Linked DNA regions of Mus musculus: all the other regions are linked to region 3. A link is a contact called in public Hi-C, HiCAR-type and promoter capture Hi-C data. All regions are on one chromosome and are shown on one strand. Each heading gives the region's core, a stretch centred on a gene start, on an enhancer-like site or on the middle of the called end of the contact. The rest is flanking DNA. Distances are from core to core; before and after follow the strand shown. Region 1 holds the start of Serp1 (stress-associated endoplasmic reticulum protein 1). Region 2 holds the start of E130311K13Rik (RIKEN cDNA E130311K13 gene). Region 3 holds the start of Rap2b (RAP2B, member of RAS oncogene family). Region 4 holds the start of Slc33a1 (solute carrier family 33 (acetyl-CoA transporter), member 1). Region 5 holds the start of Plch1 (phospholipase C, eta 1). Region 6 holds the start of 4930593A02Rik (RIKEN cDNA 4930593A02 gene). Region 7 holds the start of Med12l (mediator complex subunit 12-like).

Region 1 (2,706 bases), core at 44-2,543, 2.8 Mb before region 3:
ACCAGGCTGTCTTAATAACTAATCTTACCTGAAAACACTTGTCTCATACATTAAATATCCCAGCAGGTATGTTTCCTCTACAGAAAATCAATTCTTTGTACTACCCTTACTTTATATACTTAGTTTTTGACATAGAGACCTTAGGTACTGGTATCGTTCAGTCCTGTTCTAGTATCCAGATGTTCACGATGTTCGCTAAGTTTTTTGCAACACTATCGATAATAAAGTTACAATGCAAATCAGAGATATTTGGTGCTTAATTTCTTCTAAGGGATCATTAGGAAGATCTAATTTCTCTCTCTCTCTCTTTTTGATCTTCAATGAGCATAAATCAAGGTAAGAGAAATTTCTGGGGCACCACCCTCTGTGGTACAAGTTATCCAGTTCACTAGAAACAATTCTCTTAGCAGGTGGGTTGAGAACCACGCGGGTAGGTAGGACTCGCCACTCATCCACGTCATTCCAAACCGCGAGAGCCCCCCAAACACTTACCAGAGCCACAGACAACAAAAATGAAGAGGGCCAATAACCAGGGTCCTACCGACGCCTTTTCTTCGGGGGCATTTCTCTGCAAAAAGAAAAAACCCGGTTTCAAATGCAGAGAAAGCACTCTCGGATCCCGGGCTCCCAAGGCCTGCACCCCAGGCCAGGTGGCCGGCCGGCCGACTCACAGATCTCTCCCCCCACCCCAGATTCCACCGCAGCGGGAGTCCGGAGTCAGGCGGGTCTGGGGAGAACTCGCCGCGGCCCCGGCCGGGCGCGGGGCGCGGGCCTCGGCTCCCGGCCACGACATGGAGCGGGGTGCCCACTTTCCCTTACCGAGGTCTTAGCGACGTTGCCGCGCTGAGTTATGTTCTTGCTGTGCTTCTCGTTGGCCATACGGATCCTCTGCTTGGCGACCATTTTCGCAGCGCCACCTGCCCCAAGAACCTCTCGGACTCGCTCGCTCGCCGGTCCCGGGCCACCGGGAGGGAGGCTCGGCTCTGATCGCGGTGCCTACGCCGTCTACAGCCACTGGGCCGGGACGCGGAGCGCTGGAACACCGGCAGCCGCCGATCGCGGCGGTCTGAGCAGCCTTTGGGGCGGCGTGCCGGGGAGAGCGGGCCGCAGGGCCGAGAGGCAAGAGTCCAACCACCGGACAGTGCAACCGGCAACCTCGAACTAGTTCGGGTTCGGCTGCCAACGTCAGCACTGGGCAGACCCCGCCCCGCGGAAGTGTGGACTCCGCCCGCTCCGGAGAGGGAGGGCGAGCGCCGGCCGCCACCGCAGCCAGGCTCTTCCCCGCTCCGGAAAACGAGGAGCCAGAGCTGCGCGTGCGCGCTCGGGAACCAGACGTGGATTGGCCCCGAGGCTGGCGGCGCCGGAAACACCGACTCGCAGACTTTGCGCTTGGGGAGACGTGTAGAGGCCGGGTTCGGCCTTTCTTGAACTCTCACCCCAGCGCGTGGGTTTCTCTTTCCGGGACAAGATGGCGCCGTCCACACCGCTGTTGACAGGTGAGTTCCAAAAGAGCGAGAGACTCTTCCTTTACGGTGATTTCTTTCTGTGTCTTCGCGCTGGAGAATTCCTTAGCAAGCCTTGGAAGTCCGTCTTGCCTTTCCTCCTGGAAGGACCAAACTGTCTTTTAGTTTATTTGGTAATAGCATCCCAATGGGAAGTGAAGTCTCCGTCCCCAGTAGTCCCTCCTCCCAGTTATCCATCCATCGTTCTTCATCTTCCATAGGAATAGACAGGTAACAGAAAGTATTAGTTTGATGTGTGACCTGTGGTCTGCAATGCCGGGTGTTGCTTGGACCCTTCTTAATAGAAGAAACAAGACTCTTCACACCGAATTCATCTGAACTTAAGTATTATTAAAAATTATATGCTCCCTTATTGTTATGAGGTTTGTGGGAGTTGATAGGGAGCAAGACATTGCTAGTGTAGGTTAGGTTTCATGCTGAAGATGTGGCTTAAGGTGGCGACAGTGAGCAGGATAATGATAGTCTAATGTTTTCGATTGAAACAGCTGTGAGACAGTATTTAAGAAGTAGAACATGAGAAGACGCTAGGAATTTAAAGCTGACACATATTGTGGTGCTTAAACAACAACAACAAACTTGGACAACACTGGGAAAGGTGCTATACTATGTTATGGCTTGGGTATGTAAGTTTGAATAAACAAAAGATTCAAGTAGAAAAGAAGTGGGAAAGAAAAAAATCGTTGATAACAATGTAAGAAGAAAGATAGCATCATTAGGACGAATGTCTTATTTTTGAGAATTGGAAGTTATGTCCTCCTGAGACACGGCAAAGCTTTTATACTTCTGCCAGTCTAGGAATATACATTTTTAAGAGCCATGCTTATCCTGTTCAGATAGACTATCATAATTTATTCGCCAGATAGTTATGAGGTGCTAGTTGCAATCTTCTAAACACTGCCAGATAGTTGAGATTGTTTTCTTTTGTTTAGATTATTTATTTATTTATTTATGCGTCTGTATCTGAGCGTGTGCACAGGAGTACAGGCCTTAAGAGGCCCAGAAGAGGGTGTGGGCTTCCCTGGGGCTGGAGTTAGAGTTGTGAGCCTCACCTTAGATGAGTGCTGAGAACTCTATTTATTTCTTCTTAAGAGAAGCAAGTACTCTTAATGCTGAGCCATCCTCCAGCCCCCTGACACTATTTAAATGGCATAATTATGTAATTCAATAAATTGCTTCTCTGTTA
Region 2 (2,743 bases), core at 244-2,743, 2.6 Mb after region 3:
CATGCTCTCTTGCTGCAAAGCTTTTGCAAAGTTCAGCTTCCTCCAATTCTCAGCAGGATTCTTAAAAGCTGTTCCGGGCAGGGCATGGTGCTGCACACCTTTAATCCTAGCACTCGGGAGGCAGAGGCAGGCAGATTTCTGAGTTCGAGGCCAGCCTGGTCTACAAAGTGAGTCAGGACAGCCAGGGCTATACAGAGAAACTCTGTCTCAAAACAAACAAACAAAAAAGTTGTTGTTCCTTCCAAATACGTTGTCCTGGCTTTTGGCTACTCATTTTCCTAATCATCTGTCTCCCTGTTTGCCTCAGATTTTGCTTCTGCTACCTTCCCTCCCCAGAGAATCCCCTAGGCCTCATTTCTAGACCGTTTTCTGTACCTTTCTGACGTTGTTTCAAGATGTCTGTCAAGACTAGGGCTTTACCCACTCCACCAGGTTTATGCAGCTCACTCTCACTCAGCTTTACGTCCAGTTCTGATTTCCCATTGAACACTGTTGCCTCAAGCCTACAACTGTACTTTAAAGTCTAATGGGCTGTCTTCAAGATCAGTCTCCAAATTTTAATGTCCAAGGGCTCTACAGCTTTTCCCAGTAAATCATTTACTACGACTGCTCCATGACAGGAACCACCACCACCACAGGGACTTTAGCAGTCCTTTATCTGGTAGTAGACTGGCTGTCTAAGTGTCTCTTCTATGATTGAATTTCAGTGTCTTCTCTTGTTTCACTTAAAAAGAAAACACGAGAGGCAGGCGGATTTCTTTCTGAGTTCGAGACCAGACTGGTCTACAAAGTGAGTTCCAGGACAGCCAGGGCTATACAGAGAAACCCTGTCTCAAAAAACCAAAAAAACAAACAAACAAACAAAAAAAAAAAAAAACCAAAAAAAAAAAAAAAACAACCCCAAAACCCAAAACCAAAACAACTGGGGATACAGTTCAGTGGTAAGCACTACAATGCTTACCAAAGTTCGAACCCCAGCCCTGGAAAAACCCATCCTGGCTCTGCTCTGTTAAGGCCTCTCGGGCTTCTCTGCTCTTCCTGGGTATCCAGCCCGCCATACTGAATGAGGAGCTACTCTTGGGCCAGCCCTGTGGTGTCCCCAGCCCTGCGCCAGCCTCCAGGCCTGACCACCGCCGCCGCCAGGAGGGCAAATGAGGCGATGTCGCCTCCCTGGCCATTTCCCCTGTGGCCCGGCTGTCTTTCCGCCCCTGCGGGTCCTCTTCCAGGCCTGCCGCGATCACTCCGCTCAGGCTAGCCCACCCCGCCGGGCTGTGGCACCTGGACAAGGCGCAGATGGTTGTCTGCCCATTGCGACACCCGTGTCACCACGTTGGCCTCCCCTCGGTCGCGGTCCGGCGCCTGCGACCCGAGGCTCGCGGGCGGCCGCGCCATGTTCCGGCGTCCAGCAAGCCTTGCGGGCGCCCCCTGGTGGGCGGTAGGGGTCGCTGCGCTGCACGGCTCCGGGGTCCCCGCCCATTCTGGGCGTTTGCACTCTTGTCTCTGCGTGTCCTTGGTGGTACCAAGCCAGCCAGGACAGCAGAACAACACAAAAATGCCGTGAAAAGATAAGACATCTGTGTAAATATGCACAGTCTCTTATTCTTGCTACTTTTTCTATAAGCTTGTATTTTTATTATTTTGTTGTTTTTTACATTTTTGAGACAGGTTTCTCTGTGTAGCCCTGGCTATCCTGTAACTAGCTCCGCAGACCAGGCTAGTTCTAACTCAGAAATCCACTTGCCATATTTTATGGTGCTGGAGAGCACACCCAGAAACACATATGGCATCAACCTTTGTTTCTTTAGAAACAGGGTTTATGTTTCTAAAGGCTGGCCTCAGCGTCCTAATCTTTAGCTTCCCCCATACAGAGGCTTCTGCTGTGTTTCCGTGTGCCTGGCTTTCTAAATATTTTTAATGCCAAGAATAATAAAGGAAAGAGAGATGGAGATATACTTATTTGTTAAGCTGAAATGTGCATTGTGTAATAAATTTAACTTTGGCCCAAAGAGAGATCTGGCCTTTCCCATTGTGCCTGGCAATTCTAAAATATCTTACCTGATAAAATTATGTTTTACTCTGAGGCTTTTGAGCCTGTAAGAAAATCTAACAACCCACTTGTGGTGGTCCTCAGCTTGACCTCCAGAGGGGCTAACGACCGACCTGTTGGTGCATGGTAAAAACTCTGCACACAGGTGCTGGGAAGCATCACTGGCTGCATTGTTCCATGCTTTCTCACACCTGGTTGCTGAAAGGAATCAGTGTTGCTCAGGACTCCACAAGTGAACATGTTTTTAAAACCAAATACCCCACCTGAGGGTGCCCTTTGTCGCTCCCAAACTCTACAGTTAGTACTAGAAGCATTAGACGTCTTGGGACTATTGTTTAACTCTGTTTGGTTCATTATATTTAAAATGTTACAGGAGAACTTTCCTAACACTTGAGGCCCTGGGCTAGATCTCTATCTAGCATTGCAAAAATATAAAACAAAAAATGAAAATTCAAAAAAAAAACTTACCTTACAGAAATCAAATATATAACAGTGTGAATTAGTGTTTCCACACCCCATAGTTTTATGACTGACAGTAGCATATCACACTCACTTGTGAGGCCTTTGTTATTACTTGCTTATATGATGTGCACACACAGGTACCTATGTCAAAAGCACCAGAGAGGAAAAGAAGACATTACTCCTCTATCTCTATAGCTTTGTAAATGGACAATAGGAAAATAGTCCCTTAAAGAT
Region 3 (2,700 bases), core at 29-2,528:
GTGCAGTACACAGACAGGTCTCGACATCTCTCCTAGCAAGGATCTAGAGAGACTCGGGACAAGTCCAGGCGTCACCTCACATCGCCGTGCAACTGAGCGGAGCCAAGTCTTGAGACTGCCCTCCCCACCAAACAGAGCTTTGGGAAGAGGCAAGCCCGGGCAGCCCCACCTCCCCTGATGCCACGAACTTGCGGTGGCTCATTGCTCATCCCAGCCTTCTTCCTGCTAAGATCAAGTTAGGAACTTCAGGGTTTCTTAAAGACGGGGAGCAGCAATGAGCTCTAGTTGCTCTCTTTAAGGGACGGTCGTGACTGGGCTTAAAGAAGTCAGACTCCCTCCTGAACACCAACAAAGGACTATATTTAGTTTGGAGCACTCCACCTAAATTCCTTCTTTTCCCCTCTCAGCTTCAGATGCACAGGCCCGGGCAGTGGGTGGAAGGGGGCGGGGAGCAGTGGAGAAGGAACAGCTGGGCCTCCGCCTCTCCACTCAATCTCTATAAATAACCAATCCTGAGCGGAGGCGACTTTGCAGCCAATGAAGCTGTCTAAAGCGACAAAACCTCAGCAACAGCCAATGGAAAAACATTTGGGGGTGTGAGACTCACATCCTGGGGCCAATGAGTTGGGAGTCTGGGAGAGGTAATTTGAGCTGGCGTGTGGGTGTGCGGTGCGAAACCTTCCTACTTGCAAGCCCCAAACCTGCTCCTCCGACTGAGCATGCCCTGACTCGGTGCGGGAGCCACGGGGCTCGATCCACAAGCCATATTTTGGCTCTAACCAAAGGGGTGTTGGGGAGGGGGGAGACGTAGGATGACCCCGCAACTCTTGCCCTGAAGGCTGCAGCTCTCCACAGATTCCCAGCCCTAACTCCTTGTCCGGACAGGGACTCAGGTCGAGTTCTTCGTGGGAAACTGAGGAACACCGGGCCAAGTGGGAGCACGAACCTCTGCTACCTTCCGGGGCCTGAAAAATGCCCTGCAAGTGTACGATCCTGAGAGGCGCGCAGCAGCCTGAGTTCGGGGACAAGTGTCTATCCTTTAACAGCGCAAGCCGACGAAGAGGTCGCAGCCAGCTGCTGCCTGCTGTCCCCATAGGAGGCCGGCAGCCGCACAGCCCCGACCGAGGTGACTTCGGTTTGGCGAGCTTTCCACTTACAAGCACACACAAGCAAGACTGCCCAGTTCCAAGATTCGCGCCGCCCCGCCCTGCCCCGCCCAGCCCCTGTTTGCCACACCCTCTGTCACGCCCCCTCCCGATGCGGCGGAAAAGCTGGAGCGGAGTTCGGGCGGGGCACCGCGGGCGACGTACTGGGCATGCTCGGCTGGGCGGGGAGGGCTGGGCTGCGCGCGGCGAGTAGGAAGCCCTCGCCCAGCGGAGGCTGCGGGAGACAGAGGAGAGAGAGTGATGGGTCGCGGAGCTGGACGCACGTTCCGCGGGGACTCATGCCACGCGTGTCTCAGCCGGACGCCCAATTAGCAGCCGCCTCTGCAACCAGCCGCCACCTCCTCCCGGCCCTCCCAGGCTGCCGGGGCGAAGAGCTCCAGCCGTTGTCTTGCTCCGGCTGCGCGCATTGTCCTCAGGGTCCTCCGACAGGGCTGCTGCGGGGCCCGGGACCCGCGCCCTAGGGACGCGCCCCCGCTGCCGGTCGGCCTGGCGCGGGGCTCTGCTAGTCTGTTGGCGAGCCCGTGCTACCGGGCTAGTCTCGCCGGGGTTTTTCCTGCGAAGTTGAGGAAGGGGAGAAGTCCACCCGTCCGCCCAGCCCAGCCTTCCCCGGCGCGCAGCCCCGACGGGGCCGCGGCAGGCGCGACGAGGGCGCCGACGGAGCCATGAGAGAGTACAAAGTGGTGGTACTGGGCTCGGGCGGCGTGGGCAAGTCCGCGCTCACCGTGCAGTTCGTAACAGGTTCCTTCATCGAGAAGTACGACCCGACCATCGAGGACTTTTACCGCAAGGAGATCGAGGTGGACTCGTCGCCGTCGGTGCTGGAGATCTTGGACACCGCGGGCACGGAGCAGTTCGCCTCAATGCGGGACCTGTACATCAAGAATGGCCAGGGCTTCATTCTCGTCTACAGCCTGGTCAACCAGCAGAGCTTCCAGGACATCAAGCCCATGCGGGACCAGATCATCCGCGTGAAGCGGTACGAGCGCGTACCCATGATCCTGGTAGGCAACAAGGTGGACTTGGAGGGTGAACGTGAGGTCTCCTATGGCGAGGGTAAGGCCCTGGCCGAGGAGTGGAGCTGCCCCTTCATGGAGACATCGGCCAAAAACAAAGCCTCAGTGGATGAGCTATTCGCAGAGATCGTGAGGCAGATGAACTACGCGGCACAGCCCAACGGCGACGAGGGCTGCTGCTCGGCCTGCGTGATCCTGTGAGGCGCCGTCTGCCGCCGGGCGCTGGCCACGCTCTGTGCACAAAGCCAAACGCACCCGATTCTCTTAATGTGATTGTCTTCTTGCTTTGAGATTGGAGACGACTTTGTTGTCTTGGCTGGGATGTCCGAGGAACCTGGCTGACTTGTGTAGCCAGCATCCCCAGCCTTCAGCCAGGGTCTGAGAGGGTGTACGTTGCAGAGCATCTGAGACCCCGGTGGAAAAATGGCTCTATACAGCGTGTACGTTCCTCGTTGATTTTGGTTCATGCATATTTCCCCGTTTAAATAGCCATTAAGGCTCTGTATTGGCTGCTTGACACC
Region 4 (2,729 bases), core at 184-2,683, 2.6 Mb after region 3:
CATCATTAAAAGTAAAAAATGTATGCAAACAAATGAGAGCTCCCATCTGATGTTTCATCAAAAGCATTCATAAGCATAAAATAAACCTAACAGTATAATAGTTTTAAGTACACTACCTGAAAGGGTAACGATTCCCCTGGGTTGAGGCTGAAACCGCAAGTATTTGTTACAAAAGTCAGCAGATTCAAGAGCCAAAAATAAAACATTGCCCAAAAAGTAGCCAGCTGTTTGGCCCACAGAATTGCATGTCGAAGCATAGCCCACGTTTTCCCGGGATAACATAGTTAATGCCCAACCATCCACAGCGATGTCCTGTGTGGCAGCCAGGAATTCAAACAAGAAGAATGTCACAGTGAGAGCAACTACATCCGGTGTTCTGCCATCAATATTTCCGAGCAAACGGTCCACTTGAGTGGATAAATATATCATGAAGATTCCTAGTGTATACTGAGTAGGGACAAGCCAGGACTTGCGACGACCAAAGTTCTTAAAGTAGACGGCATCAACCAAGGGAGCCCAGAGCAACTTAAGACTGAATGGCCAGAAGACAAAACTGAAGAAAGCCTGATCTGTATAGCTAACATTTTTGCTTTGCAAAATGAGGGGGATGCTCCCCGCCAGGCCTAAGGGAATGCCCTGAAGCACGTAAAGAAAGAGTAGTAACAAAATGCTACTTAGTTCGGATCTATAGCTCCGCGGGGCTTTAGGTAAGTCACCAGGGCCGGCATCACCTAGAAGAACTTCCCGGTCCCCCTCCCCGCCCACCGAGTCTCGGCGACTGTCATCCCAGCCGCCCGGTGGCAGCGGGCCACTCTTCATATCCAGAGCGTGGCTAAACATGCCTGACCGCCGCTGCCGACTGCTGTCCTTGTGGGAGATGGTCGGTGACATATCAGAGACGACGCAGAGCCCGGTGTGTGGGGGCCTGAGGCTGGCGTTTTGATCAGTCTAGTCCCAGGTCCAAGGCAGTCTCTCTGGACCCGGGTCACGGTGGTTCAACGCCGGGAGGGCGGACGCGGAGAGACTGGTCGCTGTTTTGCAGCAGGGAGCCAGATCCCTGGCAGGTGGCCCAGGCGAAGCCTGGGTCGCTGCCCACAGGAGCGACTTCAGGGAGCCGGCAAGAGCTCCCCGTGCAGCCGCACCCGGCTTGAGGCTGGCGGAGCGTGCCGTGGCGCTGCGACGGAGTCTGGCTCTTAACTGCAGCGGGGACTCGAACGCTCTCTTGCCCGTCCACCAGCTGACACTGCAGCGGGCACCCTCCTCAGTAGACACCAGAGGTAAAGGATAACTTCCTGCCTCGCGCTTCGGGAAGTGGTTCCCTGCCAAAATGGGTTCCGTGCCTCCCGACGGAGCCAGCGAATCAGAACAAGTTCCGGTGGCGGCGACCGCGAGCAACGTTTGCTAGGAACCATTAATTCCCTCGATTCTAACCCCGAGGGAGGAATAACGCCAGCGTACCGAGCGTCCAGGACGGAACGTCTTAACAAACCCGGTTCCGTTTGCGCATGCGCTTGCATGGAACTCGTGTGCCTCGGCCATTGGGCCCTCGTCGCCACGTGAGCGCGGGTTTTCTGGATTGGCCTAGGCCTTGGTGATAACATTGCACAAGGTCTGTAGGCGAGTTTGTACTTATTTAATTCAGTACATAACTTCCAGGCTTGTAGTTGGGTAATAATGCTGCTTTGTGAACCTGCAGTTACTAAGCTTTGGTGTCAGGTTGTGGGTCCTTTATGCCCGACTAAATGGAAACACTCCTACCTAATACACAGAACGAATAAGGCTGTCCATTTCCCCCAATGTCAAGGAAGAAATGTAGGGGAACGCTAGATACACAGAGTGAAGGAGGTAAATTTCAGTCTGCTGCATCTTATTTTTTTGCCAATGGAAACGTCTCGAAACCACCTTTCTCCTTTCATGTCATCCATGGTTATGCATTTTAAGTGCATAACGACGCACTTCTTCGAGTTTTGGTGAATCGTTGGAAGCTCTTAGAGCTTGAAATGTTGAGATACTAGATTTAGTATTTCAGTGATAACAAAGAAATAAGTTTTCCAAGAATTTTATTGGATTCATAATTGGCCAGTTTTTCAAATGCCATTTCAAGTGTAATAGTACATGCTTTCTTCATTAAAAACAAAAACAAACCATAAATTCCCTTGTGGATTTGCTGCCTTCCCACTTTTCTGATTTCTACAGCTTATTAACCACTTAGCTAATTTCCCATGTTCTCTTCTCATTTCTCCCTGGGTCCTTCCTTTTCCTCTCCTCCCCCTTCTCTCCAGCTCTTGTATGGTCATAGAAATGTGAGACTTTGCTTATTATTATTATTATTATTATTATTATTATTCGTCTTTCATTTTCATTGTATTGATACTGAGTCCTGGGTTACATAAGCTAGCATATGTACCCAGGCTGGTCTCAAACTTATGGCCATACTCCTGCCTTAACTTCTAGAGTCCTAGGATTCTATACATGAGCCACCACACCTAGTCTGATATACTTCAATGAAAGAACACAGTGACCATGAAGTCTTCTAATCTTTGTTAAAGAGAGGAACAGAGTTGGTTGTGGTGGTGCATGCTTGTAATCCAGACTAGTCTATAAAACGAGTTCCTGGCCATCCATGGATATATAGCAAGTCTCTGTCTCAAAAATTGGAGTGGAAAACAGTTTATAGTGTTATCTATGTGAGACCAAAAGTCTCTATTTTTTTCAACAGGATCTTACTG
Region 5 (2,700 bases), core at 29-2,528, 2.5 Mb after region 3:
ACATCTTAAAAAGCAACGTCTCTGTTGACAGAGAGAACCTTTGCTTCCCTTCACCGGCATTTAACACACTAGTTCATTTGGAGAGCATCAGGTTCTGTACGTTATAAACAGGTTGTATGCAGAGTACACAGGAGCTACGATGTCGTCTGCACACTGTGGAAACCCAAGCTTAATACAATTGTTTAAAAAAGCCGCACCAGGAAATAAAGTCTTATTCATATCTTCCTTTTCACAGGATAAAAGGAGGTAACTTGAATGCTCCAATGAGCAGTTTCTCAGCATTATTTTTCTACCATGATCAAAATGATGACAGAAGAGAGAAAAAAGTTATATATTTTTTATTTCATACCTCTGGCTATCACTTCAATGCTAAACTCTTAAAAAACAAAAATGAGATCGTAAGTTGATTCCAAGCTACAAACAAACAAACAAACAAAAAGTCTAGAGAAAGACTTGGGCTCCACAGTGAAGCAAAGCAAAACAGCTCTGCTCTTCAAGTGGCGTCTCCGACCCGGTACTGTTGCCATGGTATCCCGCGCAGGCGCAGAGAACACCTTCACAGCCCGGGCGTCGCTTCGGTAACCCATGATTTGTCGCTAGGAAAGGGCAGTTGGAGTAAATCCTTCTCGCACCTAATGCCCGGAGCTTTTTGAACAGTAAGACTCGCACCGGCAACTAAGGGCGCGCTTCTGGGACCGCAGAACTGCTTTCCAGGCGGCCAGAGCCAGGGGAGGTCTTGTGGGATCATTCCGCCGCGATGCGGGACCCTCCCGGTGGCTGGACCTCTGCCACCAACCAGGGCAGGGAAGGTCTTGCTCAGGCACAAAAGCCCACGCGCTCCATTAGGAGCTCACGAGCTACTGTGGTCCAGTTCCTGGGCCGAGGCACCCTGGCACACACCACAACCCGGTGCTCGCGGCTGAGATTGCCCAGAAAGAATTCGAGCACCTGCTCGCGCAACGCTGGAGAGGCAGTCCGGTGCTCCTCTTCCTGCTCCCGGCCCTCTCCCTGTCCCCCACCCCCACCCCCTCCAAAGCACTGACCTGCTCAGCTCTGAGTATCCCGCTGATGAAGGATCCTCGGAGTTTTTGTAACCGGCTCAACCTCCCAAATGCTGGAGTGATCTGCTAGTGTCCCGGTGTGACTCCAACCCCAATTCCTCCAAAACAGCCCCCCAGCCCAAGATGGGCACCACTACACACCAGCCAACAGAACCAACAGAGGAGCTCCAAGTAAAGACCAGCGCTGCCGCCACAACCTGCTTTCTCATTCAAATCCTCATGCTCACATTGGAGCACCCTCCCTCTTAACCCTCAGCTCAGGGCAAATCCGGAACTGGAGCGCGCGCGAGTGGACTGGAGCGCCATCGAGGAACAGGAGCCAAGAACTGGACGTGGACCCCTTATGAAGATGCTACTGCTAGGCATAGGCCAGAACCCCTGGGAATAAAGATCTTCTTCTGTCCTCCCTCGCAGCAAATTTCAAAGAATTCCAAGACCAGGGACACCTCTGATAGATTTTCAGTTTAGGTGGCTAGCGGGTTAAAGACGCTGCTGGAACAAAGTTGGAGAGTTCAGGGGAAGCGAACTGTGCAATGTTCTTACAAGAGTTTGAACCGCTTCAAAAATAAAACACCAAACGACTAATCCTTTCTTTCCTCCCCCTTCCCCCTCCCCCCTTCTCCCTTTCCAATAAATATAGCATCTGTTATTTTCAACTATCCATTTTGAGTAAAATCAAATTGAGGAACAGGGAGTGCAGGTTATAGGATGCTTTGTTATCCCTCAGTCTCTTCCAAATATCACTCGTTGGCATTAATTAACAAGCCAGTTAATTGTCAGTTCACCCGCTAGCGGGCTGGAAAAGCTAATGTGCTGTTAAAGAGCACACAGGCGGCAGCGGAACGTTTGCACCCAGCAAGTGTTCAAAAGCTGAGTAAAGATGAGATCTGAGCGCACTAACAGTAGAAAGGGAATAGCGTGCTGCGGAGTGATCCGGCTTCAAGATTCCAGGACTTGGCTTTTATCAGTCTTGATTCAACCTGTCCTATTGTTAGTTCAAAGCCTAACTGGGAGGAACTGAGGACAAGACCCTCCGTGTACCATTCAAAGTAAAACTTCCCTCCAGTAAGAAAGTCAGGAGCTCTGGCATGGCAACATGGAATTAGCAGGGGTTGTCTGGGCCTGGTGACAACATAAACAAAAGTCTTTTTTTCTTCCATGAGTGAATTTGTTCAGGAAGTAATAAAGGAGAGTCTGAGGCTGGAGAGATCACTAGTCCTCTTTGACTGACAGTGGGGGAGTGGGAGGAGGGATGCTCAGTGACCTCTCAGCACAAGATATAGTATTTCACCTTTTCATCCGTCTTAGCCTAGCCGATACCATAGAAACAACCCATTTGTATTATTCAGTTCAACAGAGGCAATTACAATGTGACGGCAAAGCATCATGGGCAAAAAGAAACTTTATCCTGAAAGCTATCCTGGACGCTTGGAAAAAAAAGAAAGAAAAAAGCAACCAGACTAGTTACAGACTACAAGGAAGAATTCAATTTAGAAAAGGAATTGCAAGGTCTTTTGGCTTCATAAGGAAAAATATTTAATTTCCTAATTTTTCTTTCTTCCTTTGTCCTCTCCCCCTTTTTTTCTTTACCCAGATCGCAAACACCTAATTTACAGGAAATTAAGTAGGGTTGAGGTTG
Region 6 (2,938 bases), core at 403-2,902, 2.7 Mb before region 3:
ACCCCTGCGGTGGACGCGGCGGCACTTGGCTGGGAGAGCTGGGATGCTTCTAAACCGTCATCAAGTGCCAACTTATCTACAGTCAGTGCTCCGGCAAACGTCAACCCTAGTTGCTAGTTCCCAAAATGGACAGGTTGGCCTGGAAACAATAGACAAGGTACACACACGTACACACCGGAGACAGAGAGAGTGCGCCAGAGAGAGAGAGAGAGAGAGAGAGAGAGAGAGAGAGAGAGAGAGAGAGAGAGAGAGAGAGAGAGAGAGAGAGAGGGAGGAGAGAGAGAGAGACAGACAGAGAGAGAGAGAGAGAGAGAGAGAGAGAGAGAGGAGAGGAGAAAGACAGACAGACAGATGGAAACAGTGAAATGCCATTCGCCTCTTAGGGCCTTCAAGTGCGCTGGAGGGCACCGGAACTCTGGAAGGTTCCTTGGCAGATCTGCGGATGGTGGCTGGACTTACCTTACAGGGAAACAGAACTGCCGAGGCGACCTTCTCCATAGCCAGGTTCCTGATGCTGGGCGTTAGGGCGCCCCTGCACGTCGGGCAGCAGCTTAACTTCTGGCGGCATTGGTTACACACCAGGTGCCCGGCCTGGCACTGCAGAATGGGGGGCAGGACATAGTCAAAGCAGACCGGGCACTCGAAGAGCGAGGTCAGCTCGTGGTGCTGCGGGGACACCGGGTCGGCCCCGCCGCCGGCTCCGGGGCCTGAGATCACCGCTGCCGCGGCGGGCACCGCGGACGAGCCGGGGCCCGCTGCCGAGATGGTGGCGGCGGCCGGGGGCGCAGCCGGGGACGGGGCGTGCGGGGTCTGAGGCGGCGGCGGCTGCTTGCTGCAGGGTTTGTTAGCGCTGGGGCCGGTGGAGGACGGGCGGCTCATCGCGCTCCGAGCCCACCATGGACCTGCGGGCGTCTGCCTGCCGCGGGGCCGCCCGGGTTAAGGCGGTGCGCGCCCCGCGGGTGGCGGGCTCCGGGGCAACGCCACGGCGCCCAGCCCGGGGGACCCAGCGCGGACCCGACCGGCACCGGGAGGGCGGGGACCGGACCGCGCCGATCCTCTCGGCGGCACCCGGATGGTCGTCGCTCTCGGGGCTCGCGGCCGTGCGGTGCCCTCCTCCGGCGGCGTTCTGGTGCGCAGAGCCCTGGCCCACTCGCTTCAGGAGCGGCAGCTGACGCAAGCCCCGGGGGCGCGCGCGGACGTGACGCTAAGACACGTGTGCGGCCGACCCGGCACTCAGGGACTGGCAGAGCCACCCTGCGGCCCGCGCAGCTCCGCCCGACCCAGCTGGCAGCGCCCGAGCGGTTTCCTCGCTGGGAGCCCTTGAATGAGTCGATCGCCGCCGCGTGGGGTCGCTTCTCTGCGACAGTGGAAGCCGGCAGCCCAGGGAAAGGACGTAGCCCGAGTCTCCCGACCCTTCCCAGGGGACCTACGCCGACCCGCACCGACTCCAGCTAGAAGGGCAACTGCTGGCCCGGCGTGGGCGTGGAGGGCGCGCGAGTGCGCCGGGGGCGGGGCGGGGCTGGGCGGGGCGGGGGGCGGGGCTCGGAATCCCACGTTTCTTTTAGCCATTGACGCGCTGGAGCAGCTGGCGATCAGGCTACTCGGCCGGTAGCTTGACACGCGGGGGCGGGACCCGGAGTCGGGCGGGAGCCGCGCGAAGGCCTCGGGTGTGGCCCGGCAGTTAGGTACGAGGGTGGGCTCTTCAGTGGTTGGGACCTTAACGCTAGGTTTTCCTTCGAAAGCCCACTGGCGAAAGCTTCTTGGAATTGGCCGCCTCTGATTGAGAGAACCTGAACCTCTTTGACAACTCTGACTCGATGGAGAATTAAAACCTCCAAGGAATACCATACACGTGGGTTGGGTTTGTGAGGCCCCAAATGACAGGAGACCCTCTGGTGCCTGAGTCCTTAACGTCTAGTCCTGGTCCAAACCTTAGGCTTTTAGCTTACTTACCTGGGGCTTTGGGAAGAAGGAAATGGGTGAGGTCAACCTACCCCTTACCAACCCTCAGCTTGACAGGATTGGTGCTGGATTCTTCCTGAGTTGTCTTTGTACACCCGACATATGGAAAGTCTCTAAGATCCCCATCTTAGAGGTGTAAAAGGCACCCACGGGAGCTGGAGGGACGCCTCAACATACTACTCTTAGAGGACCAGACTTTGGTCCCCAGCACCCACAACTGCCTGTAACCCCAGCTCCAGGGGATCTGATACCATTTGGTACCAGTACACATTATATACACACATGCCCATAAATAAAAATAAACCTTAAGTGTGGTGGGGGTGGGACAGGGGACATCTACAGCCTACCTTCCGGTCTAGCAATAAGAGAACTCTCCGAGGGTTCCCCTAGTCTCAGTAAAACTTATTTCCAGGTACTCTTCACCATTCAGAACCCCAGAATTAGAGAGCGCCTGAGAGTTTGGAGTGAACCGTATAATGGACATACCCTGCACACAATTGCTATGGCAAGCGTTTTATGCCTGAACTGATGACACTGGAATTGGAAAAAGCTAGTATTGATACTCTTTGTAGGAAAACAGAGATTAGTCAGGATAGGGTAAAATAGTGCCCTGTGACTTCGAGCGAAATTCTTTTTAATATCCTGACTTAGTTTGTGACTGTCTTGTGTGCACACGTGGAGGTCAGAGGACAGGTTTGTGGGAGTCGACTTTCTCAAGTTGGCAGGCTTGATGCAGGCACCACTACCCTCCTGAGCCACCTTCCTGGCTCCAGTCTCCTACTCTGTAAAAGTGAATTTAAACAATTTGAGTTTCTCTGTGCCATTCTTGTAGAACCTCATCCATCATAGCCACCTTGTAAATGATAGCCGTAGTTTAAAAATAACAGTGAATATTTATTATTAGAGTCAATGAATAGAATCTGCTCAAAGAAAAAAAAACAAAGTTAAATTTTGTAATCTAGAAAGACTTCATGAG
Region 7 (2,917 bases), core at 120-2,619, 2.4 Mb before region 3:
GCGACCCCAGGAGGGGTCGAGGCGGAGGGCGCAGCTCGAGGCCCGGGGTCCCTCCTGGGGCTGGTTCCATAGCCGGGTTAACCCTGCAGCCAGCTGGGGCGCAGGGCCCGTGGAATGCGCGCTCTGCGGCTGCGAAAACCCGGAGAGGCAGATGGGAGCGCTCGAGGCGCTCGCAGCCAACTCCTCCGCGGTCCGGCCGCCAAGCTGGGCATGCTCAGTGCGGCCGCCGCGCCGCCGTCCGCCAACTCGGGAGCTCGCGCTCCCGGGCCGTGGGGGCGAGAACGCTGGCGACAGCGAGCGACGCCCCCAGGCAGCCGCAAACTTCGCGGCGTCCGCAGTCTGGCGAGCCAGACACCTCGCAACGTCAAATCCAATTCCCCAACCCTAACGGAGCGATGGAGGCTGCGGCCGCCAGGGCGTCCCGGCTGCCCGCCCCTGCCTAGCCGCTAGCTAGGGACCAACAGGTAAACTGTTGGGGGTGGGGATCAGGGCGCGCGACGTCTAGGGGTGGCCCGGGGAGCCCAGTCGCCCGTGCTCCCGATGTGTCCGTCGGTGCTCGCGGCCACCTCTGCTCACCCCCTCCCCAGCCCCGGGAGGGCCAGCAAAGGGTTAAGTCGGCCCCGCGCCACAGCGAGCGCGGCCCCCTCCAGCCGCCGCGGCCGCTGCAGCCGGCAGCCAGCAAAGCGCCCCGGCGCCGCCGAGGGGACCCGCGCAGCTCGTGCACTGGCTGAACCCGGAGGCACCGGCCTCGCTCGGCGTCCGCATCCTCGCCTCTCGCGGCCTCTCTCCCTCCGCGTCCGCGGTTCCGTGCCCGGGCGGCGGGTCCTCCGAGTGCAAAGCTGCGAGCGCCGGGCATGGCGAGCCAGGAAGTGGGCGCGGGCCGCTGCGCAGCACCTCGCGTGCCCGAGGACGCCTAGCTCTCGGCGGGCACCGAGCCTCCCGCCTAGGCGCCAAGAAAAGTTTTTTCCCCCTTTATGCCCCTCCCCCACCCCAGCCTGGGCCCCTCTGGGTGGGTTTGGGTTCATTGGTGAAGAAAGTCACACGTTCCCATCATCTGCTCCTCCCCCTGGGGACCGAGTGGGGGTGGCGGGAGGCCGTGGCCGCGGCGGACCCTGGCCGACCTCCAGCCCGGGCGCCGCCGCCGCCGCCCGCGGAGCAGGCGTCCCGGGGCTCGGCGCAGCGGGGTGCCCACGAAGGCGGCCCCCCTGAGCGCGTCTGCGCGCGGGCAGCGGCCGTCTCCAACCTGCTTTTTCTCCTGCCTGCAGCGCCACGGCGAGCCAGAGTGGAGGGAAGAGGGAGTCTGTCTGCAAAGTGCTGCTCCCTGGTGCTCAGAGGCGGCTGCTCCAGCTCCAGCTCCAACTCTCATTCATTTCGCCGGTTAACATGAGAGATCATGGCCGCCTTCGGGCTTCTCAGCTATGAGCAGAGACCGCTGAAGCGCCCGCGGCTCGGGCCGCCCGACGTCTACCCGCAGGACCCTAAGCAGAAGGAGGTAAGGGCGCCGGCGGCCTCCGCGGTTGTGCGGCGCTCCGCAGCGCTGACCCGGGGCCAAGCTGGCCCGGCGGGCGTCCCCGGCGCTGCGGGGGAAGGGCTGGGGAGGGGATCGGAGGCGGGGCCCGGGTTAGGGTATCAGGGACCCTGAGCTACTGAGACCCGGAGCCTGCCAACCCCCGCGCTCCGCTGGGCGATCGCTCTGCGGGGGGCTGGGTCGCTTCCCGGTTGTCGGGCCTTGCACTGCGCCGCTGGGCGCTTTACCGCTTCTACCTCGCTAGCATCTTCTTGCTCGCTTTCCTCCGTTTTTGCTTGTTTTATTGTTTTTTACTCCGTCGCTTCGATAAATCCTCGTAAACTTTTTGACAAATGCTGGAATGCAGTACATCGGACACTGTGGTCTTGCGTTTTGCGCCAGCGGTATGGGTACGGATGGGGGAGGGACCCTTATCACATCCTCCACTTTGGAATGGAAGTCGTTTTTTAGCGAGGTGATCATATATTTGGCTCGGTGAATGTACCTCTGTATCTCTCGCCTTTAAAAAAAATTTAAGAAAACAATATTGAAGAGAAACACCGAATTTTGTTTCTAGAGAGACAAATTGGCTTTCCCGGAGGCTGTTTTGTATGTGTAAAAGCAGACAAGTTATCTTAGAAAGGAATAGCTTCCAGATTACTTATTTTCTTTGAATGAAATTAAATGGAGAAACCTTGGCTGTTGCACATACAGTAGCTTCAGTGGTTATTGTAAGCTATGTAGGTATGTGTCAGGAGTTAAAAAGTAATTATGTAACAACTCTCCAGCCATAATAATGATCGCCCTTGGCTATACAATTTGCCCAGAGACTTGCCTATCTTCTCTTTTTTGGTTCCCCTGCTCCCCAGCTGTCCTTTGAGACTTTGCCAGCTACAGCCCACCCATCTTCTCTTTTCTATAGTTAAGCATGAAACTGCCATGTATTCTAGTCTTCCCGTGAGCCTGGAAAGTCTATAAAAGTTTGCGTGTCCCCTGATTTCACAAGAGGACTTTGCAAGTCAGAGTTCTTTCAGGCTTCTATTTTGATAAATGTATCCGTCTCTTTAGTAGAGGCTCAGCCCAGACTGGCTAATAATGTGTCTGAGAAATCATCACGAGCAATTCCTTTTGGCCTTCTCCCATTGAGTTTGAGGGTCAGGGAAGTCGATTGAAGATGGCTGGGAAGTTTACAGGTGGGCAGCATGTGCTTATGCAGCTCCTAAGGTCTGGAAAGAAGAGAGACTCTAAAGACCAAGTGTAAAGAAAGGTGATTTTAAAAGTTTTGGCAGGGATAGGGACATTCGTTTCTTAACTTTTCTCATCTTATAATTAGTGCCTCACTAGGTCTTTCTGGAGAGTGACGTAGCTTCGGGTTGGTGGCTTGGATTAGCATGTGTGCTTGTTTATTTA

What was found. Promoter capture Hi-C pulls out the DNA fragments that hold promoters and counts their contacts. A called contact is a pair of places that touch in the nucleus more often than the background predicts. HiCAR-type assays count read pairs that join an accessible place to other places. Capture Hi-C pulls out chosen DNA fragments and counts their contacts.
Region 1: a promoter capture Hi-C map of pre-B cells shows a contact between it and region 3, with 2.8 times the contacts expected there. The contact joins the promoter of Serp1 here to the promoter of Rap2b in region 3. A contact is called at or near these places in 1 of 39 promoter capture datasets (pre-B cells), 2 of 484 Hi-C or Micro-C datasets (CD4 T cells and CD8 T cells), 3 of 115 datasets of contacts at active chromatin or transcription factors (astrocytes, large pre-B cells and thymic regulatory T cells) and 1 of 9 other capture datasets (adipose tissue).
Region 2: a contact with region 3 is called in a HiCAR-type map of astrocytes, with 4 times the contacts expected there. The contact joins the promoter of E130311K13Rik here to the promoter of Rap2b in region 3. A contact is called at or near these places in 4 of 39 promoter capture datasets (the 3T3-L1 cell line, hippocampal neurons, liver and 1 more) and 2 of 115 datasets of contacts at active chromatin or transcription factors (astrocytes and stem cell-derived neural progenitor cells).
Region 4: a contact with region 3 is called in a promoter capture Hi-C map of pre-B cells. The contact joins the promoter of Slc33a1 here to the promoter of Rap2b in region 3. A contact is called at or near these places in 3 of 39 promoter capture datasets (cranial neural crest, embryonic stem cells and pre-B cells), 3 of 484 Hi-C or Micro-C datasets (CD4 T cells, CD8 T cells and uterus) and 5 of 115 datasets of contacts at active chromatin or transcription factors (Th17 cells, astrocytes, double positive thymocytes and 2 more).
Region 5: a contact with region 3 is called in a Hi-C map of rod photoreceptor, with 20 times the contacts expected there. The contact joins the promoter of Plch1 here to the promoter of Rap2b in region 3. A contact is called at or near these places in 2 of 39 promoter capture datasets (cranial neural crest and maxillary cranial neural crest), 1 of 484 Hi-C or Micro-C datasets (rod photoreceptor) and 1 of 115 datasets of contacts at active chromatin or transcription factors (astrocytes).
Region 6: a promoter capture Hi-C map of adipose tissue shows a contact between it and region 3, with 4 times the contacts expected there. The contact joins the promoter of 4930593A02Rik here to the promoter of Rap2b in region 3. A contact is called at or near these places in 3 of 39 promoter capture datasets (liver and pre-B cells), 4 of 484 Hi-C or Micro-C datasets (CD4 T cells, CD8 T cells, regulatory T cells and 1 more), 2 of 115 datasets of contacts at active chromatin or transcription factors (astrocytes and thymic regulatory T cells) and 1 of 9 other capture datasets (adipose tissue).
Region 7: a HiCAR-type map of astrocytes shows a contact between it and region 3, with 5 times the contacts expected there. The contact joins the promoter of Med12l here to the promoter of Rap2b in region 3. A contact is called at or near these places in 1 of 39 promoter capture datasets (embryonic stem cells), 3 of 484 Hi-C or Micro-C datasets (embryonic stem cells and uterus) and 3 of 115 datasets of contacts at active chromatin or transcription factors (astrocytes, extraembryonic endoderm stem cells and stem cell-derived neural progenitor cells).

Annotation. Positions count from the first base shown.
Region 1 is chr3:58,524,591-58,527,296 of GRCm38.p6, forward strand. Serp1 (stress-associated endoplasmic reticulum protein 1) reads right to left here and starts at 1,294. Exons shown (of 3, transcript NM_030685.3): 1 at 820-1,294; 2 at 493-568. The coding sequence starts at 903. Eif2a (eukaryotic translation initiation factor 2A) reads left to right here and starts at 1,231. Exons shown (of 14, transcript NM_001005509.2): 1 at 1,231-1,496. The coding sequence starts at 1,469.
Region 2 is chr3:63,927,979-63,930,721 of GRCm38.p6, forward strand. E130311K13Rik (RIKEN cDNA E130311K13 gene) reads right to left here and starts at 1,494. Exons shown (of 5, transcript NM_177856.5): 1 at 1,279-1,494. The coding sequence starts at 1,392.
Region 3 is chr3:61,363,229-61,365,928 of GRCm38.p6, forward strand. Rap2b (RAP2B, member of RAS oncogene family) reads left to right here and starts at 1,279. Exons shown (of 1, transcript NM_028712.4): 1 at 1,279-2,700. The coding sequence starts at 1,829. The coding sequence ends at 2,380.
Region 4 is chr3:63,963,300-63,966,028 of GRCm38.p6, forward strand. It overlaps Slc33a1 (solute carrier family 33 (acetyl-CoA transporter), member 1), which reads right to left and starts at 1,434. Exons shown (of 6, transcript NM_015728.5): 1 at 117-1,434. The coding sequence starts at 891. It also overlaps a transcript of Gmps not described here.
Region 5 is chr3:63,898,184-63,900,883 of GRCm38.p6, forward strand. It overlaps Plch1 (phospholipase C, eta 1), which reads right to left and starts at 1,279. Exons shown (of 24, transcript NM_001370984.1): 1 at 1,044-1,279.
Region 6 is chr3:58,690,937-58,693,874 of GRCm38.p6, forward strand. It overlaps 4930593A02Rik (RIKEN cDNA 4930593A02 gene), which reads left to right and starts at 1,653. Exons shown (of 9, transcript NR_045167.1): 1 at 1,653-1,685. It overlaps Siah2 (siah E3 ubiquitin protein ligase 2), which reads right to left and starts at 1,452. Exons shown (of 2, transcript NM_009174.3): 1 at 460-1,452. The coding sequence starts at 879.
Region 7 is chr3:59,005,609-59,008,525 of GRCm38.p6, forward strand. Med12l (mediator complex subunit 12-like) reads left to right here and starts at 1,370. Exons shown (of 44, transcript NM_177855.3): 1 at 1,370-1,492. The coding sequence starts at 1,394.